Linked DNA regions of Arachis hypogaea: region 1 is linked to region 2. Evidence: chromatin contacts called from public Hi-C data. All regions are on one chromosome and are shown on one strand. The core of a region is the stretch at or near the end of the contact, and the rest is flanking DNA. Distances in the headings are between cores, read along the strand shown.

What was found. Hi-C and Micro-C count contacts between places; a contact is called where the count stands out from the background.
Region 1: a contact with region 2 is called in a Hi-C map of an unstated tissue, with 5 times the contacts expected there. The contact joins the enhancer-like site here to the promoter of LOC112775929 in region 2. A contact is called at or near these places in 4 of 8 Hi-C or Micro-C datasets (leaf and an unstated tissue).

What each region holds. Positions count from the first base shown.
Region 1 is chr19:2,058,327-2,062,500 of arahy.Tifrunner.gnm2.J5K5, forward strand. No RefSeq gene overlaps it. Among protein-coding and RNA genes, the nearest start is that of LOC112775484, 27 kb to the left of the region's middle. Within about 2 kb of position 2,880, at least 1 of the 3 cell types and tissues checked has open chromatin away from gene starts, as enhancers often do.
Region 2 is chr19:1,997,635-2,001,792 of arahy.Tifrunner.gnm2.J5K5, forward strand. It overlaps LOC112775929 (pyrophosphate-energized vacuolar membrane proton pump), which reads right to left and starts at 1,260. Exons shown (of 8, transcript XM_025819838.3): 1 at 611-1,260. The coding sequence starts at 878.

The sequences.
Region 1 (4,174 bases), core at 1,630-4,129, 62 kb after region 2:
ACATCTTGTATTGTAGAAAAAGTATCTATTCTATTTAAAATGAACTGTAATGAATTAGTTTAGGACACAGTAACGGTTGCTTCAGTTTATGTAAATTTGTTAATATTAGACGGGACAATAGTGATAGATAAATAGAATTTTTTAATGACAATGCAGAGGGTTTATATGATTATGATGCTGTGTATAGAAAGAACCTTAAGTTCTTAGTGTACTCTACCTTTTAGGGAAAAAATTTTTTGACTAAAAAAAATATTTAACTTTTCTTTTGGTATTAAAAAAACTATTTAACTTTTTTTTTTTGGTAAAAAAAACATTTAACTTAAGTAAGAGATAATGAAAGACATGTTTTGGCCAAGAAAAAGTAGTAAATATATTTCTTTATTGATATTTTTATAAAGTTTGCCTAATCCCGACGAACTTCCTTTTAAATTCTAAAAAAAAAGAAATAGCTAATTCAATCTCTTAAACTTCACAATAAATAATGGTAACTATTATCATTGTCTCTAGAGTACATAAAAATACACAAGAGTACATAAAAATAAATTATATTTTTATTGGAAATAATGTTTTTTTTTTTAATTTATAATAATAAAATTTTCTTGTTAAATATAGCTTATTCAAGTGTATTTTATAATTAACAATAATCATCTATTAATAATAATATCTGATTACATTTATACCTTTCTCTTATTGTATTTGGTTGTTTTTTTCTATAAATAGACATCTTCTTTTAGTCACATAGCCATTTTTCCACGTCCAATAATATCATAAGTATTCGCTCCAAAAGCCCCGTCTCATCAAGTTTAGAAATAGAAAATCTACAAACTAATTTGGGATCTGGAACTTCTTTTATTTTCTCATATTCTTCGTCAGTCAAAAAATTATTAATAAAATCTTGTGGGGAGATCATGATTTCTTCTTCTTCATTGAATTTATCTTTTAAATTAAAACGTGCCTTTATAGCACCGACAATTGTTATAGCCCAACAAGAATTTAAATTAAAATAATTATTTAGTATTTAATAAATAAGATTTTTTACTAAAATAAAATAAAATAAAATATTATTTTCTAATTTTAATTTCTTAAATATGAAATTTTTTTATTCAAAGTAAGTTTGTCGCAACTCTATAATTTTTTATAGAGTTCGCCTAACCTCGGCGAACTTTCTTTCAAATTTTAAAAAAAATAGCTAACTCAATTTCTTAAGCTTCACAATAAACAATAGTCATCGTCTCCAAAGCAGATAGGAGTACATAAGAGTACATAAGAATAAATTATATTTTTATTAAAAAAAGTTTTTTTAATTTATAATAAAAAAATTCTTATTAAATATAGCTTATTTAAGTGTATTTCATAATTAATAATAACCATCTATTTAACTTCATTTTTAAAAAGTAAATTACTCAACCATAATAAAACCATTTTTTATAAATTACAAGAGTTTTTAAATATTTAATTTGTAATTTTATCTTTTATTAAGTCACTCATTATATTAATGTAAAAAATGTTAAACGTAAATTTTTACCACACCTAAGTTGATCTCTCATTTCTTTTGAGCCTTCCTTCCAGTCAATGTCAATGTCCATGTCCTGTAATAAAGTAAGAATGTTGAGAATAAAATTAATAGGATATTGATATTGGTCAATTCATTTTTTACCTTTCTCAAAATATCACTAAAAGAAAAAAAAATTATCAAAAAACTTTTAAATCATTTAATATAAGATAAAATTATAATTTTAAAAATATTAAATAATATTTGTCGGCTATTATCCATAAATTCCATTATAAAATCATTACCTTAGATATTGACATATTGTTAATGTTACGTATTATTTATGTACTCTTTCTGTTTTATTAAAAAACAATACCATATTAATAATTTATGTTTATCTTATTTGAATTTGTAATATAAAAATAGACTGCGTATAATTTTTTAGTATCTTTAGAATATAGCAATTTTTTTTTTCACTTCTACCAATAGGTTATCTAGGATAAACCCATTTATATGTCAAAGACTCGTGGTATAATCCTAATCCAAGAGGATCTTCTAAAACTAGAAGCCATTTGGTCTTGTACAAGATTGAGTTTTATATATATATAAAATGATTTTTAAATAAAAGAAATGATATTTTTGCTTTTTAAATATGATTTTAGTTTGACAAAAATACAATAAATATAACGGCATATATATATTTGAAAAAGATCTTTTAAAAATAAAATTTTGACTGTAATTTTTTGTAAGTTTACCTAAAAAAAATTATATTTTTCTATCTTTATTTTTATTTATTTTAAAAATATTTTTTATGAAATTTTTTTTAAATTGGTTACAAAATTAGAATCGATATTTTAGATTCTGTGTTTTAACTATGAAAAGATTTTGATAGAAGAAAAAAAATAAAGACATGATGAATTACATCAAATACTCAACTTATATGAAAGTGGAGAGGAGTACTGTACTCAAATCTTGGCTAGAGAATATATGTAAAATATATGCAGTCTAAAATATATGCAGGTTGTTTTAGTGCACATGTAATCCAATTTTAAAAATATTCACCATTACATTTTGACAATAAAAACCTACTTATAACTTATCTTTTTTTATTTATTCTGACTAATAAATTGTTTAAGATAAATTCGTTTGTATGTCTGAGATTCATAGTATAGTCTTAATCTAAAAGATATTTTTAAAACTGAAAAATTATTTTGTCTTGTAAAAGATATAGTCTTTTTTGTTTATTATAATATTCTATAATTCGGCAGGCTAAGAACCAATCTGCTACGAATTTAAACTACATTTAAAAGTTTATCGTTAACTAATGAATGATTGCATAGCGACATTCGAACAAATAATTAGCTTTTTCCAAAATTGTGAGTAAGCCTAAATCAATAGCCACCAATGTTGGTAACTTATTGGGCTCAAATGTTGGACAAAGAGTGCACTATACCACAGTGAACGAACTGGTTTTCTTTGTAGCTATTTTGGTTAGTCTTTAGGCCTTTACCTCAATTTTTTTTCAGCCCAAAAACATTGTTTTAAGACCAAATAATAGTAATAATAATAATAATAACCATGACAATCATAAATATATTAATTTTTTAATATATTTAAAAAGTAAAAATGACAACCATTTTTAAATAGAGATAATAATGACATAAAGGAATTGTTAGTAAATAATATTATCATATACTATATTATATTTGTAGATAAATAAACACTAACACGATTATTAATTTGTCATTTTATTTATTAAATTCTAGTAATAATAATCTATATGAGATTAATTAAAATAATAAATATTTATATTCTAATTATAAGCTTTTGGAGTCAAATTTTAGCGAGGAATCGCAAATTCTTTTTATAGATGCATATAGTAAGCTTTATTTATTTATTTATTTATTTTATCTTATATTAACCCGATATCACTGCTTTCTATGCTCCCGTTTCTCCAAAGATTTCAGTATAAGATTAATGCCAGTTTACGCCATATCCTTCAGGGGCTCACGGCTTTACCTTAAAAATCTTTACAAAGTTGCTCTTAAATAAATAATAATCATCTTCTAATTAATTAAGAATATTATATTGTAATATTCAACCATATGCAATTCAAATACGAAAATAAATCTTTGGCGTGACCTTATCCCTTGAATAATTTTATTTCATTCATTATTCGTCCAATAAAATCTATACACCTATGATTTAATTTTATGTTTCTTTCTTAGACACAACACTTGTCCCCAAAGCAATAATAGCCATCATCCAAGCCATATATTATTATTATTATTATTATTATTATTATTATTATTATTATATCTAGTTAATAGAAAATTATGAGTATGAAAGTTCATCGTCAAATTTGACTATAATTCTTTATATTGTTTTAAATAGGTTTAATTATTCTGTTAATTCTATAGTTTCACAAAATTTTTAGTTAGGTTCTTATATATTTTTTTTAATTGAATCTTTACACTAAATTTTATTTATAATTGAGCTCTTATACTTTTTTTTAATTGAATTCTTATACCAAATTTTATTTTTAATTGGGTCCCTATATTTTTTTTATGGTGAATTCTACCCAACCCCCTCTAAAATAACATGTAAGTTACCCTTCATGATGTGTCACATTTTAATTGGTCATTACTTAACTATAGTTGGGTTATTTTGTAATTTATTATT
Region 2 (4,158 bases), core at 10-2,509:
TTAGGATGCTTCCATCATTCTTGGAATCAGAACAATTTGTAATATGATAAAACCCCACAGTAAAATATCAACAGTACTAGATGGATTATTAATTAATTATTAATTTATTACAAAATAATAATAACAACAACTAAAAATAATAACCGCACTAACACTAGATAATAATAGGACGGATGTACTAATAATAGCAGATTAATAATAAGAAAAACAACGACTTCATATTAAACCATAAAGTGATAAAACACTAAGATATTTTGACAACAGCTATATTTCAGGCTTTCAGATAAACAGATAAAGCTAGATCTTTGTGTATCCACTATTCACGATAATATCTAGTAGTAGCATTCAATTCCAATAATTCGGGAACTTAATCTACACAGTCGTTAAGACCGCAAACGGCACAGAAACACGAACACTTTAAATCCAAACAAGCACTAACAAGCTTATCCTTTCGAAAGCATAACTATTTACTAACACAACTACTCAACCGAACAAATAAGAAAAACAAAAAACAAAACACAAAACGTTAGATTCAGCTCCAAAAACGACACGCCAGAAAAATAAACCGACGACACAACGAGATCTCAAGTAAGAAAAGCTCAGATCTCACCTTCGGAGATGGCGCTTTGAATGTCGGCACACTTGACCACGACGCTATGGTCGTTGATTCCTTCCTCCTCTTCGATCAGGTAATCTCCGTAACCGTTCTTCCCGTTGTTGTTGTTGTTGCTGTTACCACTCGAAGACGACGTTGCGTGCGGTGTGAGCTTCACCTTTGAAACGAGGAACCACTGCACCAGTGAGAACACGATCCCGACGACGGCGCATACCGGAATCACTATCTCCGTCGCGAGCTCCGACAGAATAGCCCCTCCCATTCTCGCCGGAAAAAACCTAACTCCGCCGGTTACCTCACCGGAAAAATGTAAAGCGGCGTTCGCCGGAACACAGAGAGAAATGGAGTGTAAGTCACGGAGAGAATGTGAGCTCGAGTGCGGCGAGGCTTGCGGTTTTATAGCGGGGGAGAGAATGATGGGGTACGTGAAAGTTACGAACGTTATGTTGTACCCTGTTTTGTGACCGTTGGATTTGGTGTCATTAGATTTGAAGTGATTTGAACGGTGGATGAGTGAGGAAATGGAATGAAATTAAGGCGGGAGAGAGGAAAATGATTTTGGAGAATGGAGAGTGTGTTACACACGGATATATGGTAGTTTTTTATATTATTTATTATTTTATTTATTTTGGTATGCTGCGGACATATGGTAGATTTACTTGGAGAGGTTATATAGTGTAACTCTGGTTACGTAGGTGATAATATTCATACAAAAATTTTATTTATATATTAAAATTAATCATTAAAATTAATTATTATATATTTTATATATTAATATAAATATTATTTAATTTATTTTTAATATATTAATAATTAACTTTAATGATTAATTTTAATATATACCTAATATAATTGATATTAATATATTTTTGTAAGCGAATATTTGATTCAATGTATTTAACTATTTATGGTTTTTTTGTTATAATAATCATTTACTAGCATTATTTGCTGTTGACCAATAAAAAAGGATAAATTTTATTTACAAAATATAAAATAAAATATTTATACTTCTTTGAAAGTACAAACATATCTTAAAAAAAATTAAAGAAACTTTAGTAAGCTAAATCTAAGTTGTTTGGATTTTTGCTTGGCATTTATAATTTACCCCAAAAAAATTATTATTATATTCTAAGTGACACAAAAATAATTGCTTGCAACGTAAACCCTATTAAATGAAAATATTTCAAGTTATACATGCCTAATTGCTTTTATGTATGATGGTTCTAGTTTTGTATATTAAAACTCCGTTAAAAAAAATTAGTCTCATAATGTTGTCTTATTAACTCAATTTTAACCATCTCTTATAGAGAATACATATAATTTCCAAAAAGAAAAAAAAAACAAATACGAAAATAAAAAACTATTGAAATTTCTTTCAGCTTAATGCTTAATTACTCTTATTAATTTAAAATTAAAAAATAATTTTTTATAAACAAAAGTTTGAGAGTCAGTAATTTTTAATTTATAGTAATCCGTACTTTTGGCTAGCAACTCAATATATTTAGTTTATTAGTCTAATTTTATATTTTTAACTAACACTTTTAAATATTAATAGTTAATTGTTGGATAAAAATAATAAATTTTACTAATTTGGTAGCATTTTTTTCATTTTCTTTTTTTTTTTTGTATGCAACTTAGGTTGCATTTGATTTTAAAAATATGATAAAATAAAATACTAAAAATATAACACAAAAAATAAAAATATAAAAATTAGTATTTTTATATTTTATTTAATAATAAACTAAATATAAGAGAGAACAAACAAAAAAAATCTAATTTATCTTTATTTTTTTTTCACACAAAATTTAGAATTAAGAATATATTTTGATAGTAATAATAATAAAAAATAAAAAAAAAAAGTGTGTCTCCATTCAATATAGAAGTGATAATGAATATAATATGATAGGATTTAGACCTAATTCTAATCCTACTCGTGAATTTATTTTTTACTAAAATTCAATCTTACTCTATACTTATGTTTATAACATGTCAATTTTAATATTATCGTCCTTAATTTGGGGATATTCGACTCTATCTACGATTTCGCGAATCATAAAAAAAAATGTAATATCCAATAATTTGAGAAGATCTTGGAATTATAATTTAGTATGTATATATTATTAAATAAATTTAATTTTCTTATAAAAAATAAAAGTATCAAATTTTTAATTAAAGATCTTGATTTAGTGGTTAAATATTTTTTATATAAATACAAAATTTTTTATTTGATATTCATCTCAAATTAAATCAGATTAAGTAGGTACGAATAAAAGAGTAATTCAATGTATTATTTTTATATTCTTCGTGTGATAAAGAGGACACCATCGTATATCCTTATAAATAAACGCGGCAATCAAATTGGATCATCACCTTAAAGCTTTGGTATCATTAGTTTTCTTATTACTTACTCAAATAATTTAAACTAAGCAAAAATAAATATTAAGAAAGGGGCTATTATGCTTTATTTCGCTTAAGAAAAAAGTTAACAAGAATAACAACATATAACAATATATAAGAGTTATGACCAAAACATTTAAGAGAAATTATACTGTTTATATTTTTATAAATTTAATTTTTATTTTTAACTGTATTAAACTATAATCGCATATCATTAAAAAAAATGTATTATACCAATTTTTTGTAAAAAAAATGAATATCATAAGACTCTATATATATTATGATTGTTGGCATAGAGGAATATTCCGTATGCGTTAGGTAATTGGTGGGACCGAGGGTGATTTTCCAGCATTGGATGGAAGTAGGGTGTCGGTGATGAGTATGATGGGAAGAATGAAGGGTGTGTGATTAGTGGCTCCGGTGGTCATGGGTGCAGAGGATTGTGATTGGTGAGCTGAGAATATCGTGGGAGCTGAGCTTTCAGATTCAGCAAGAAACGGCCTTAGGGACGCTGACGTAAGCTGTTTTGAATGGCGTGCAAAGCATCCTATCCGATAACACATCCCTTTTCTCTTTCTCTGTTTTTATTTTATTTTATTATATTTTGGATAATCCAACAAAAAAAATATTGTCTAGTTAGAAAATCACTAGTTTTTTTTTAGAATATGTTTTTCTTTTCTTACCAAAATTAGGGAGGTTTGAATCCGCGATCTCTTAGATAAATATAAAGAGATTATGTCATTTGAACTATAACTCATTGGCAGTTCTTTTAAAATATGTTAATAATAAAGATTTTTAAAATATGATAATAATAATAATAATAATAATAATAATAAAATTTATTATAAGTATTAGATGAGTTTTATATTTTACAAATTGGTGTATTTATTTAAAAAATGTTAAAATATCTGAATAGCTATTTAATTTCTTAAAAATGTTTAATCATTTATAAAATCCTCACAAAAAAATCACTTATAGTAGAATTATCAAATTTTAAAAATAAAATATCTTATTTTATGATTATGTTTGCAAAAAAAATTAAAATCCAATATCTAAAATTTTATTAAGAACGGCTGTATATCTAAAAATATTTTGAGAATATTTTTATTATTAATTTACACCTTATTTTGAAATAGAGTAGTTAT